Regions from separate parts of the Rattus norvegicus genome. Here region 1 is linked to region 2. A link is a contact called in public Hi-C data. All regions are on one chromosome and are shown on one strand. Each heading gives the region's core, a stretch centred on a gene start, on an enhancer-like site or on the middle of the called end of the contact. The rest is flanking DNA. Distances are from core to core; before and after follow the strand shown. Region 1 overlaps Stk10 (serine/threonine kinase 10). Region 2 holds the start of Sh3pxd2b (SH3 and PX domains 2B).

Region 1 (6,746 bases), core at 196-2,695, 250 kb before region 2:
GGCCCTGGTTGGCCTCTAACTTTCTATGTAGACCAAGCTAGCCTCTAACTCTGTCTGGGAGTAAAGACAAGTACAACTGCTCCCAGACACTCGAAGTACGTTTTATGCATGTATAAAAATCTTTTCTGGGGGTTGGGGATTTAGCTCAGTGGTAGAGCGCTTGCCTAGGAAGCGCAAGGCCCTGGGTTCGGTCCCCAGCTCCGAAAAAAAGAACCAAAAAAAAAAAAAAAGCAAAAAAACAAAATGCAACTTTGGGCTGGAGAGATGGCTCAGCGGTTAAGAGCACCCAACTGCTCTTCCAGAGGTCATGAGTTCAATTCCCAGCAACCACATGGTGGCTCACAACCATCTGTAAAGAGATCCCATGCCCTCTTCTGGTGTATCTGAAGACAGCTACAGTGTACTTATATATAATAAATAAATAAATCTTTAAAAAAAAAAATCTTTTCTGGAGGATTAAAAGCATCCCCCGCACAAACCTAAGTTGAAATGTTTGAAGATACATGGCAAGTTCTGTTCCTGTGCCCCCAGGTGATCAACACAGGCACAAGACACAACAGCTTCCCCCCAGAAGCCAGGGAGTATGAAGAGGATTGGGTGCTGGGTAGGGATGTGGGTGCCCCCATAACAACCCCGCTCAGTCACCTGGAACCCATCCAAACGCCATACAACAGTAGCCAGGTCCCTCATGGGTCCACAGGAAAGCAAGGTCTAGAAAGGGCTGTGACCTGCTGGACCAGGGTGGGAGGAAAGGAGTGGAGGCTCCAGCCCTCCCCAGGGCTCCCAGGGGCCACCTTCCTGGGGATCCCTGATAGGGTAACAGCAGCCAGTGGCTCAGCTGGACTCACTAGCCAGAGGCTTCTCCTAATTACAGGATGATCTGCCCTCCCTGAGGGTGTCACAGCCAACAGCAGCAGGCAGGGAGGGGACAGGATGCTAACGTGATCAGAGACACACCGCTCCACTCCTGGGGCCCTCAGTTTCCTCAAGCCCTTGTAATCCAGTCATGAAACTGGAAGGACCACCCTTACCCAGACAAGCTTTCTATTGTATTTTCTGTAGATTTGGGGTAACTATATATACCCTATTAGTAGAGCCTGTTCGCTCAGGGGCTCCCCGCTATCTTCACCTTCTTATCGCTGCATCTGTTGATTGATCGATCGATCGATTGATTGCTTCTCTTCTCCCTATATCACCCCAAACCTCAACTACAAAAGCAGTCTTCTGAGCTGGCTTCCTGCGCCCCACCCCCGACCCCCTTAGTCACAGGCTAAGAACAATGACTTGTTTCTCTGGCCTAATCCTCTCTTCCTCTGAAAAGGCCATCTAGCCCACCTCCTGCCCACTAACACAAAAAGGAAGGAGGACTTCCGCACCGAGCCCCGGCTCCTCCCTCCATGCCAGAGGCCTACAAGCTGGGCCAATCACAGCACGCTGAGCCAGGCTGAGCCAATCAGAGGCCTTCGCTAGCATTACTGACAGCGCGGCCTCCAATGGCTTCTAGTATATCTTACGGGTCCACGTAAGGAAATGTAGAACTTGATCTTATCAGAATCTTTTTGAGACTGGGGTTCTCTAGAAAGGCAGAAGTTAGGGAGGCCAAGCAGTGCTCTGTGTGGCTCTAACCAACCACATACTCCTAGCTGCCTCTTCTCCCCACTTCGGTTCTAAGAGATGAGCATTCCCTGACTGGACACACAGGAGGTGGGGTTTGTTTACTACAAGCCTCCAGGCGTCTACAAGAGTGTAGTGGCTTGCACGTCAGCTCTGCAGCCAGATGATTTGGTCTGAACCCCAGTTGCTTCTCTTACTAGCTGTGTGATACTGGGTGAAAGAATTAACCTCTATGAGCTACAAAGTCCTCCTCTGCAAAATGCAGTCGGTGACCTTTGAGGCTGACGTGAGCGCCCAAGTATTCAACACTGGCGCACAGTGCAGCTGCTGCAGTACGGCATAACTGCAATTCAGCTTTTAGTTTAGTGGTTTCCGATTGTTGCTCATGTCAGTCCAAAACATTATCAACCTTGCTCTGGGGGAGGGGGGAGGGGCGGAGAGGCCGGTTTTATGACAACTTCATACAAGCCAGAAAGGAAGTCAACTTCAGTTGAGAAAACAAGACCGGGCTCTACATCAGGTGGCCTCTGTGGGAGCGGTGATTCCCTTTGCCCCTCACTCTCGCCATCCGCTGCAGTCGGGGGAGCTTGCTACTAGGTCATGAGAACAGGAGAGCTGGTCTTACCCCCTTGCCATCAGCAGCACAGGAGAGCAGGCCCTGCACCTCACTTGGACAGCACAGCAGATCTGGCCCTGTGGGCATGAGTTAGGGAGAGCTGGCCCCTACCACACATCTTGCTAGCTCTGTGTCCCAGAGCTGGCCCTAGTCCTCTCTGAGCCCTCTCTGGACTCCTCTGACTGACTGTGCCCTTTCTGCCTCCACCCTCACGTCACCCCTGCAGTTCTCATGGAGGCTCCATGGTTACAGCTTCTCCCATGTCCCTAAAACCAAGGCGCCCACTGGACGAAGTAAAAAGGCCTACACCTCCATGCTGGAGGGGTGAGGAGGTGTGGCGAACGCTGCAGTGAACTGGTATCAGACATTACTGGGCAGTGGAGCTGAATGCTATCAAGTCAGTGGGAACCAGGGTGCTGCCTCCTGCTGCATGAGCTCTCTCCACCCTCCTGCTCCCTGAGCCCAGCACACACTAGGATGCACACAGAACACTGAGGGGCACTGGGGACCAATGTGGTGGACGTGTCCACATAAAGAAGCCGGAGGTCCTTCTAGCTCTCTCCCTAACCCCTCCTGTGCTTGTGGATGGTATGATATACACACGTGGATTGTATAATATATGCATGTGGGTTGCATGATATGCATATGTGGGTCGTATGACATATGCATGTGGGTTGTATGATATACACATGTGGATTGTATGATATACGCATGTGGGTTGTATGATATACACATATGGATTGTATGATATACGCATGTGGGTTGTATGATATATGCACGTTGGTTGTATGATATGCATATGTGAGTTGTATGATATGCATATGTGGCTTGTATGATATACACATGTAGATTTATGATATGCATATGTGGGTTGTATGATATACACATGTGGATTGCATGATATACACATGTGGGTTGTATGATATACACATGTGGGTTGTATAACATACACATGTGCTGCCCATCAAATGGCAGAATTACAGGCATGTTACTTAATGGTGCAGAAAGAAAGATGAGAGGCTCTCAGAGCCACGCCTCTGGGGAATGACAGTGGGAAACAGCAGGAGAGAACACATGTGGTGACTAGCTAGAATCTTACAAAGAATACAAAGAAAAAGGAGATTTAAAAAAAATCAATTTTGATGCTCAGTTTATCTTTGATCACACTCATGGGTGTATCTGGGGGTTCCATCAATTGTGTATTGAAAAAAATTTGGTGGGGGGAGGGGGACAGCAAGATGGCTCAGTGGGTCAACGCGCTTAGGTACAGACCTCTCCCATTGGAGTCTGTCAAACTGGAAGCTCACTTGAATCAGGCTCTGGCATCATGGCTGTTTGTGTATTCCACATGATGCTGGTCAGCACCCCGGCCTCTACTCACGAGATTCAAGTGACACCTTCACCCCCAGTTATCTCCGTGCTGCCAAATGTCCCCTGACGCTGGTTGAAAAGCACTAGAGTAGCTTGTGGTCCAAGGACACAGGGAGAACTGTTGGTACCTTGGTAGGGGTGGCTGTGTGTGTGAGGACCCCACACTCACTTACAGGCCCAGGTCCTGCCCCCTTGAGCTGCACTGGCCAGGTGGCACCGTCAGCCAGGACACCTGAACTCAGACAGTGCTTGTCCCTCAAGCCCTTCTTACCCAGCCTGATGTCCCCCTCCAGGGTCATAAGCACGTTGCCAGCTTTCAGGTCGCGGTGGATGATTCTCTTGCCGTGCAGGAAGTTGAGAGCCTCCAACATCTGGCGGCAAACGACCTGAATCTGGGGCTCAGTGAGGCCTCGATCCAGCTCTGGAAAAGAGGAACGCTGTCATCACTGAATAGCCCTCGAGGGGCCAGCACCAAACCATTTCCTGGTTGACACCTGACCCTACACAGTGCCAGCACCAGGCTCTTGCCAGATCTGCACCAGACCTTCTCTAGGCCAGCGTTAGGGAGCATCTGCAGAACCCTGTAGGCATACAGACCAATTCTGTCCCCACAATACAACCACAGGGCCGACAGAGCTGTTCTCCCTGGCACACAGATGTGGCCACCGAGGCTCAGAGGACTACTTGCTGAAGGTCACTTTAGAGATTCAAAGCTTCAGAGTTCAGGTTCACAAATAGCCCACTGAGATGCAGGGCACCTATGGGAGGATTTGGGGCGCCTTGGTCCATTTTGCTGTGGTAACTGACACAGAAAGGGTTCTGGTTTTATAGGCTAGAAGTCGCAACAGCATGGCATCACCCCACAAAGGTCCTTGTGCTGTGTGTACATGGTGAGATAGCAAGTGTGCTAGTGGGTCACTGATGTCACCATGGGGCTGCCTCACGACCTCATCTAACTCTAATTTTCTCCCAGAGACCCACCTGCAAACTCTGTTTGAGGGTGAATCTGAGGGTTAAGTTTGCAGCATATGAGCTTTTGAAGGACACACTCAAGCTACAACACAATGAGTGCTTCTAATGGGTTAGGGTCACAGCAGAGTGATGCTTAGGACCAGGTGGGGACCGGGTAGGGACAGGACCCCCTGTACACAGACAGGCCAGGACACACAGCAATCCCATCTGAATGAATGAGTCGCAGAGGCACAGAGTGCTTGACCTCAGAGCACATGCAGCCCAGGTCACAGAGCCAGCAGAAACAAAGGCTTGGCAGTGGTATCAGGAAACGTAGCGGTGGACCAGAGAGCCACCATCTCACCCAGAGCCTTCTAGATGCTGTCTGGGGAGTCTCCACAACCATAGAGCGTTTGTTTGGAGACATAGCCCTCCTCTGAGGTCAAGATTCGTAGACCCGAGCCGGTGGGGGACAGGAAAACCATTCTCGAAAAGGGAGAGGCTATGCGGAAGACACAGTATGATGGAACAGGACTGTAAGTCTTTTCTGTGGTGGCTGCATGCAACTGGAAATTTAATATGAAATCCAATATGAAGTGCATCTGGGTAGCCAGGCATGCAATTGGGAGTTTGCTCTTAAAAGCGTCCCTCTAGGGGCTGGAGAAGTGGTACACAAATGTAGTTCCAGATTGGAAGGTGGAAACAGGAGCATCCGAGGTCTTCCTCAGCTCCATAGGGAGCTAAGAGGTTCAAGGTCTTCCTCAGCTCCACGGGGAGTTAAGAGGCCAGCACACACGCACACACCCACTGCTCCACCTGCCTGTGCACACACATGCACAAGAATAAACAGATACTCTTTCCAGATCTATAACCAAAGATTAATGAGATACATCCTGGGCAGGCACTGATCACAAACCGTTCTTGTTTTGGGTAAGGCTAGAGGTTGTCCCCCAATGGCTCACATTCTGATGTCTAGTGTGGGAGTGTGCAGGTGAGGGAGCCTTTAAGAGGTGGGAGCGAAGTCTAGATGATTAGATAAAGAGCCCCACCCTCAGAAGAAATAAGCCTGGTGTCAGTTCTTGCAGGAGCCAAAAGTTATAAAAAGAGTAGGACACTGGCCACGGAGGTACACACGTTATAATCCTAGGGCTCCCAAAGCAGAGGGCAGGAGGATCTCTGTGAGGCCAAAGCCAACCTAGTAAGGTCCTGGCCAGTTACATAGTGAGACCCTGTCTTGACAGACAGACAGACAGACCAGGAGAACGAGCAAGGCTAACCCACTAAGCTCTCTGACTTCCTGCCTTATTCTTCATGTCTTTCTGCATGCTCAATCCCATTGTAACACCAGCCATCACATGGCCCTTAGAAGCCACCCCATGGTGAACTCACAGCTTCCAAAACAAAGCTTTAAAAGCCTTTATTCTTTAAAAGTACCCAGCCTCGGGTATTTTGTTGGGACCAGTAGGAAAAGACTAAGACACAGTATTTTCTTAGCATTGATATCAATCAATCTTTGCCAAGGACATCAAGACATAGCAGCCCCCCTACACACACACACACACACACACACACACACACACACACACACACACACACACACACACAGAGTTTACAGAATGGGTTTACGCACGAGTCCCTGAAAGCCCCAGTGTGGAGGTGCTGCGAGATCATCACCTCTTCCCTAACAGGCTAATGCTATTGTGGGGGCTCGTTTGTTCTCACAGAAGTGGGCTCCTGATGATGCCTTTTGTCTGTTTCTCTCCCTCAAGAGCTTCCTTCTGCCTTCAGTGTGGGAAATTTGCCAGGTACCCGTGTCTTGCTTTTGGACTTCCCAGCCTCGGAACCGTGAGCCAAATCTAACCTGTTCTTTGTAATTCATCCAGCTGCAGGTGTTCTGTGAGAGCGGCAGTAACAGGCTAAGATAAGACACTTTGATGTCTCATTCAGTGCCATGGGGAGGGCATCATGGTCAAGAGGGCTCAAAAGGGAGAGTGGTTGATATAAAGACACACGGTATCTTGAACAGAAGGTGCCAGTCTTCCAATGAAAGAGGCCAGTGTTCTCTCCACACCCCGCAAAGAGCCAGGGAGGGTGTCTTAATTAGGGTTTCCACTGCTGTGAAGAGACGCCACGACTAAGGCAACTCTTATAAAGGCAAACATTTCATTGGGGCTGGCTTACAGTTTCACAGGTT
Region 2 (7,626 bases), core at 2,476-4,975:
GAGAGAGAGAGAGAGAGAGAGAGAGAGAGTGTGTGTGTGTGTGTGTGTGTGTGTGTTGTGAATGGTAGATAACAAAGGCTGGGCAGTGGGTTGGGGAAAGATGTGGCTGGGACGAGATCCAGGGCACTCTGCACCTGTTATTTATTTTCAATATAAAGCTCTGAAGCACATACAGAAGTAGAGCCTGACAGGAGTAGAAGTCTATGGACAGGGATGGTCTTTAGTCTCTGTCCCCCTGAACACTGGCGTCACATGATGGGAGTCTACCATCCTTAAAGAGCGGTCGTGACAGCTGGGGTGTGACAAAGCATGCCTTTTATCCCAGTATTTGGGGGGCAGAGACAGGCAAACCTCTGTGAGTTCGAAGCCAGCCTAGTCTACAGAGTGAGTGCAAGAACAGCCAGGAGGAGTATTACACAGAGAGACCCTGTCTCAGAGAACAAGTGCCTTTGACCCTGACAGCTGCCTCATCAGACCCTGTTCAGGGTACCACTCTTTGTTAGTACAGGGGAGGGCAACCGACAAGACTCCCAGAGCAGACAGGTTGCTAGAAAACACTCCAGTTAGGGAGGGTGGTCCTGATGTGTCACATCCATTCTGAAGCCCAGACTCTGAGTGGGACAGGCACAGCAGAGGCCGCACAGTGACAACACCAGCCTTGTCCACAGGAGAAGGTGGATTTGTGAAGAGACTGCTAATCTGACATGGAGATGGAGCAGGGGACCCAGCCCTGAGCCCCAGGCACGGCTGTCTAACTGCAACCTCAGAAGCTGTGACTTGGATTCCCTTTCAGGCATGGAATCAGGGAGGGGGATGGCACAGCAGCTCCAAACGGAGGTGCGCACTGCACTGTGGTGCTGTGACTGGGGCAGAAGCACATGCTGTCACCCCTGTTAAGGACTGCATAGGATCTGTCCACACCCAAGGGTTATTATGTGCTAGAAGCTTGGTCCCATTGTCATGCTGGGAGAAGTGGCAGGACCTAAGAGGCGGGGCCTAGGGGAAGGTAGTTAGGTCATTGGTTATATGGTCTTAAAATAGATTAAGGTAGCTCTCCTAGGTAGTTCCAAAAGGGTTCGTATTACAAAAGAGCAAAGTGCCCCCTCCCCCACCTTTCTGGCTTCTAGTCTCACAGTTCACAATCTCTCCCTCTAAACATGTTCCCACCATGATGTCACCTACAACTCTGATGCGGACAAGACACCCTTTCTAGAGGCCAAGATGATGGGACAGCCCAACCTTGGGCTTCCGGCTTCCCAGGTGGCTTTTATTTTATCTTACAAAGTACCCAGCCTCAGTTACTAGACTATACAATTAAAAATAAACAAACAAACAAACAAACAGGTTAAGATGGTCCCCAAGGGGACATGCCACACTCAATATCTGGCTGTATTTTTGTCGTTACAATCGAGGAAAAGAAAGCTGCTGTGTAGAGGGCAGAAGCAAGGTAACTTCAGCCAGGCCTCCAACACCTGTCTCCACACCCACTCCTTTCAGTGTACGGAGCTTGGCGACAGGTACCGCAGTCCAGTCTGCTGCTGTTGGCTTTGGGACAATGCCACTATTAGAACCAAATTATCTGCTCCTCTGGATGACTCAGGCTGCATTCATCCATCTTCCCCCTCCCCCAATTTGGGGAACCAAAGGCTGGATGTCAGGGAGAAGGCCCCTTGTCACAGCAGTGACTCAGCCCACAAACAGAGGAACAAGTTCTCGGAACAGGCTCCCACATGATGTCGGCACGTTTTCAACCAGAGAGGCATGGACACCACAGGGCTGCAGTTAAGAAACCCCACGTCAGTCACATGGTTGCTCCCCCTGGGAGGAGGCATCATCACCACATCTTACAAAAGAGGACACAGAGACTAACAGAGGAAACAGCAACTTGGGAGCTCCAGAGCTGAGCCCCAGGCTAGGAGGCTACACAGATCTGGCTCAGGGAGCCCCTAACTGGCTGGAACCTCAGGGGTACCCCCGTCAAAGCTGCAGAAGTCTGCCAGGGAGGATGAGCCTGAGCAGATTCCCAGGTTTTAAGAGCACTTTGTCCACTTTGTGGGTGTGTGAGATGTGGGACGAGGCGTGGCCTGACGGACCAACTTCTTTGGTCCAACGGGCCTGGACTTACATGCCTGCCCTGCTCCTCACTGCGAGCTGTCTCATCCTTGAACCAGACTTGAGAAAACCACCACTAAACGTGTTGGACACCACAAGAGAGTGGAAGATGGTGCCCAGTCCTTGGTGGCTCTATCTACTCTGGGTTGGCGCATCTGGTGTCAGAAGGAGGCATGGAGAATTTCAGACTTCTTCCAGTTGGTGTGTTGCTGAAAACTGTCCCATACCCAAGAAGCAACTCAACAGGCTCCAACAAGAAACCAGACTTGGCAGCATTTGGAATACTTAAGGGGGGAAAAAGGGGGCGGGGTGTGGGGAAACCAAGACAATTTAGCTGAGCTCCGAAGCAAGGAAAACTTAGCTCTATTTAAAGATACCACAGGTCCAGGAAGCAGCCCCCGCTGGCTGGCCCAGGGCTGAGTTACCGAAGGCCTAGCCAATAACAATACATTGGAACACAGCACACCCTTTCTTGTAGAGTGTAGTGGATTCCCGGCCATCTCCTTCCAGAATTTTATGGGCGACTCAGGGAAGGCATGTATAGCGGTCTGCCTTGTAAGGATGGTTCTCTTAAACAAATAGATCCGAAAGGGGCTTCCAGAGAAGCCCCTGGCCAGCCTTCCTCCAGCCAACGCCCTTTCAAGTCATTGTTCCACACTTCTTTGTTAGGTTTTTTTTTTCCCTCCCTCTTGCTTTTTTTTTCCTTCCTGGTTAACTTCTCCAAGATTGCCACAGCCAGCTTCTTCCAGCCAGGGATACCATCCCCCTCCTCAGACCTGGAGCGAAGTCCCCAGGGCCTCTTCTAAATCCACTGTCCTACAACCCAGAACCTCTGGGGTGGAACTAGAGCTACCTCAACCTCAGACGACGTCCCCAAGCAGCCTGGGAGGCCACTTCCCACCTGAGGGTCACCGTGGACCCCAGGCTCACCTTCCACATTTTAGAACCCTCAGCCTCTGGGCCTCAACCTTCCCATCTGCAAAAGGATGTCAGGGACCCATTTTTCTCCACACCTTGGCAGCTCCAAACAAAATTCTCATTTCACAGAGGGGGGGTTACTCCTGGGAAACTTTCCCACATTGTTAAGCGGAAGTTACAGGAAAGGGGCGCTCAAATGACCCATACCCAGAAGGATGAGGGGCTTGGTTGGCTGGTCTTATGAGGCTGGGTGCCTTGGGTAGGACGGTGGCCTGAGACCCACGCCTCCGTGGGTTTCTCTCCTGGTTTCTGTCTTCGTCTCCAGCAGCGGCTGGGGCCAGACTTTTGCACGGGTGGGCAAGGCGAGAGCTCGCGAGGAGATGGCGGGGACCAGGGGGCGAGTGAGGAGATGGCGGGGAAGGCGCAGGGAGCATGGGCGCGTGGGGAGACAGACCGCAGGGAGAGCGTGGGGACCCGGGGCGCGTGGGGAGATGGCGGTGAGGGCGCGGGGCACAAGTTCTGCGCGGGGCTGGGGTCGCCGCGTGGCGCGGACGCCGACTCACATAATGCTTGTTGGGCACCCGCCTCTTCTGCACGTCCAGCACCTTCACCTCCACGATACTGCGCCGCGGCGGCATGGCCGTTCTCCGCGCCCAGCGCCGTGCGGGCCGGGCCGGGCCAAAGCGATCCTTGCCGCCGAGCACTTGCGGCCGCCGCCACCGCCCTCCGCGCCCCGCCCCTGCCCGCCCCCGCGCCGCCCGCCCACCCCGCTTAAAGGGCCCGCCCGGCCCGGCCCGGCCACGTCCGCCCGCGGGCCTTTGTCCCCGCGCCCGGCGGGACGGAGCGCTCCGCCCCCCGCGCCGGGGCCTGGCGACTCTAAACCCAGGCACCCAAGCAGCCTCCTCGAGCTCTCCATCTCCGAAATGGGTTCAATGGGGGTTGCCCATCCCCCTTGGTGTCTGCGAACCGCGGGCGTGCCAGTCGCTTTTAAGCCGATCGCTCGCCCCCAGCCCTGGGGGTTCAGGGGAGAAGCGGCGGTCCTTAGGTCTCTTGGGTTTACTGTCTGTGACAGTGAGAGAAAAACTGTAAGAATACCCTGGCAGCAGGGCCGCGCGAATGTGAGCGAGAGCAAGGATGCTGGATAGGTAGCCCCTGACCCCGCAGGGAACTGAGTCCACACCTGGCCCTATGCCCTGTCCTTAACAGGGATGCCCACTTAAAGTCTCACAACACCTGACTGAAGTATGTGTGTGGGGGGGCTGCTTGATTAATCGCCTTTTAACAGAGGACCTAACTGAGGACAGCCTCCAAATTCATGGAGCAGGTGGGTCAAACCCATGGTTGCCCCACACTAAGCAAATCAAAGCTAAAAGTAACTCCACATCTTTTTCCCCTAGCCTCCTAGCATTGGTTGGGTAACTGACAGATGCTGGCTAAATGAATGAATGAATGACCGGACACATAGAATACCATGGGTAGGATGTTCAGATTGAAGATAGTGTTCTCACAGCCACTAAGCAGGGCTCTTCAGGGACCTTCTCACTCATAGTCCAAGATCATCGGAAGAGTTTCTTGAGGGAGGGCTCTCCTCTGCCAGGCAGGCCTTACTGATTCCCTCTGGAAACCCCTCCATTGCCTGTTTGACTTCTTTGCCCATGCCTTCTGCCATTCTAGCCTTGAAGGCTGACCTGGATGGTCTTGAGGAGAAAAAGTCTTAGTAATCCTCCTCCCCCAGCTCCCTTCCTTCAGAATTGTCTTTCCCAAAGACCATTTTGTGCCAAAGATAGTTTCGTGCTGCCCCAGGCACAGGACCATTTTCTTGGCTCTCTTGACAAACAGACTCTTGATTAAGCTGTTCTCACTGACATCCCCCCTCCCCCGTGGACAGCGACATCTATGTGGGACCAGGCGGTGGGTCTGACCTGGGGAGGTTATATTGTTCCTGCCTGCAGCTGTAGTGCCAGCATCACATCCCCTCATTCTTGCCCCACTCCCCACCCCCCACCCCCATCCCCCATCCCCATCTGCTGATTTCTGTCTGTGAGTTGGATCACTCTGGGTCACTCAGGACCTTCGAGTCTTGCAGCCTTTGTCCTTGGGTATCTGGCTCATTTCAGTTAACACTCACAAGATGTATCTGCCTCTGTGCTCCCTGATTCAGGACCTTCTTCCTTTTTGTGGCCGAATATTATTTCATTGTGTGTTTCTTACCCGTTTTCTTTGTTCACGTATCTGTGGTCACTTTGGCTATTGCCACCTTTGGGCTATTGTGACTAAGGCTGCTGGGAATGTTGACATTCAGATATCCGTTCAAAGTCCTTACTCATATACTTTAGAGTATGTTCTGGATAGATTTCTGGATTGCATGGTAATTCTACCTGGATTTGTTCATTCCACTTCCTGGTGGCCATTTTATATTTATTTTATGTATATGTACACCTGTGTACCTGCATGCTAGAAGAGGGCATTAGATCCCATTACAGATGGTTGTGAGCCACCATGTGGTTGCTGGGAACTGAACTCAGGACCTCTGGAAGAGCAGTCAGGGCTCTTAACCGCTGAGCCATCTCTCCAGCCCATCCGAAGTGCACAAGACAGGAGGCCCCGCTTTCTCCTCTATGCTCCCCTCGCCTCTTACTTTCTGCTTCTTCTATTGTTCCCGGACCACACCACCCAGTGGTGTCAGGAGTGACTCACTGGAGCTTTTGTTTGCATTTCCCCAGTGATTAATGACAGAGGAAAAAAAAACGCCTGTTCAAACTCTGCCGGATTTTACATAGGGGATCAGTGCTTTTCTCCTGCTGTTGTGAATCAAGTGGGAGGGAAATCCCACTTGGATCCTAAACTTACTCTAGCCCAGCCGCCAGCCTAATGGTATTTGTTGAGGTCTGTCCATGAGCTTGGCGCTGGCCTGGCACTTCCGTGCATCTTGTCTTACCGGAGTCGCATAGCCCTGTGAGGTACAAGCCATTCTTTCTGTTTGCCCATGAGGGGAGGTTGGAGAAGTGTAAACAGATGGGTACTTCCCTGTGATGATATTGCTGGAATGACAGGGCATCTGCAGAGAGTCTGACTTCAAGCTTTGTGTTCAGCCATAAATCTAACAGGGCATGTCATGCGGGGCCTGCGGTTGGGCAAGTCCCTTGGTCTTCTCACCTGTAGGCGGTATGAGAACAGCCAGTCTTGGAGGCTTGTCTGAGGGAGGTACTTCATGGAAAGTATCTATACTGCGATTTTTCTAACGGGTAAACTGGTAATAGCCAAACTCTCCTTTAAATCTCACTCTCAGGTTCAACTTTAATCTTGGTGTTGCCCAAATTCCATCCATGTTTTTTCTTACTCTGAACCTCTTTTATCTCCTGATCACATGTCCAGCCTCACTGACTACCAGTCACCTCTCGTTTGGTTCCCAAGTGCTGGGGAAATGGCTCAGGGATAGAGCATGTATTAAGCAAGCATAAAGACCTGAGTTTGAATCCCTAATAATCATATAAAAAATTGAGTGCAGTGACCTACGTCTGTAAGCTTTCCACTGGGGTAGGGGACACAAGACAGACAGATCCCAGGGGCTTGCTAGCCAGGTAGTCTAGCCAATATGTGAGCCTCAGATTCAGTGAGAGAGCCCATCTCAAAAAATAATGAAGAAAGGAACCAAGAAAAACATGTGGAGCACTGGACTCCAAAGTCCACACAGGAAAGAGCACTCACACACACACCTAGACATACAGGGAGACACCACACATGCCATAGTTTGCCAACTTGACTTGAAACCTAGACACCTGGGAAGAGAGAATCTCAACCGAAGAATTGTCTCCATCAGATTGGCCTGCGCTCATGTCTGATAGCTAATGGATAAAGAGGACCTAGCCCACTGTGGGCAGTGTCATTCCCTAGGCAGATGGGCCTTGGTTGCATAACGAAGGCAAGCCAGGGGAGCTAGCCAGTCACCAGTGTTCCTTTATGGGCTCTGCTTCAGTCTGCCCCAACTTCCCTCAGTGATGGATGACCTGGGAGTTGGAAAATGAAATAAATCCCTTCCTCTCCAATTTGCTTTTGGTCATGGTGTTTTATCACAGAAACAGAAGACTAATTAGAACAACACACAAAAATAAAAGAGAAGGAAGAAAAAAGGACCCATGGGGAAGCTCAGAGGGTAAAGATGCTTGTTGCCAAGACTGATACCAACCTGTGTTTGATCCCTGGGAGTCATGTGGTGGAAGGAGAGAATTCTCTTACGTTGTCCTCTGCACTCCATACATGGGTTGTGACACACCTGCACGAGCGTGCATATGCACAGAAACAAACAAATATCGAGCCAACAAGAGCAGCTCTGGTGGTCCCCAGCTCCAAAAAAAAAAAAAAAAAAAAAAAAAAAGCAGCTCTGGGAGGTAACCCCATCCCAGCCCTGCACCCCTGTGAGTGCATTCCAGACAGATCTGCCTCCTCCTCATGGTGCCTAATGCTTTCAGTTTCCCAAGCTAACACCCTTGACACCATTGCTACGCATTCCAGTTTAACCCTTAACACCACCGGCCAACTGGACTTTGGGCCCTTCCTGTTCAGAAAAAAAACAGCCTGTGAGACAGGTTCATTATC

What was found. A called contact is a pair of places that touch in the nucleus more often than the background predicts.
Region 1: a Hi-C map of Schwann cells shows a contact between it and region 2, with 6 times the contacts expected there. The contact joins the enhancer-like site here to the promoter of Sh3pxd2b in region 2. A contact is called at or near these places in 6 of 12 Hi-C or Micro-C datasets (the Rat2 cell line, Schwann cells, frontal cortex and 3 more) and 1 of 1 datasets of contacts at active chromatin or transcription factors (oligodendrocytes).

The regions. Positions count from the first base shown.
Region 1 is chr10:17,666,465-17,673,210 of GRCr8, reverse strand. It overlaps Stk10 (serine/threonine kinase 10), which reads right to left. Exons shown (of 21, transcript NM_019206.2): 4 at 3,873-4,022. Among named protein-coding and RNA genes, the nearest start is that of Stk10, 48 kb to the right of the region's middle. Within about 2 kb of position 1,445, at least 19 of the 93 cell types and tissues checked have an H3K27ac peak or open chromatin away from gene starts, as enhancers often do. A contact at or near this core is called in Schwann cells and kidney, where this site is marked.
Region 2 is chr10:17,419,046-17,426,671 of GRCr8, reverse strand. Sh3pxd2b (SH3 and PX domains 2B) reads right to left here and starts at 3,725. Exons shown (of 13, transcript NM_001398763.1): 1 at 3,594-3,725. The coding sequence starts at 3,668.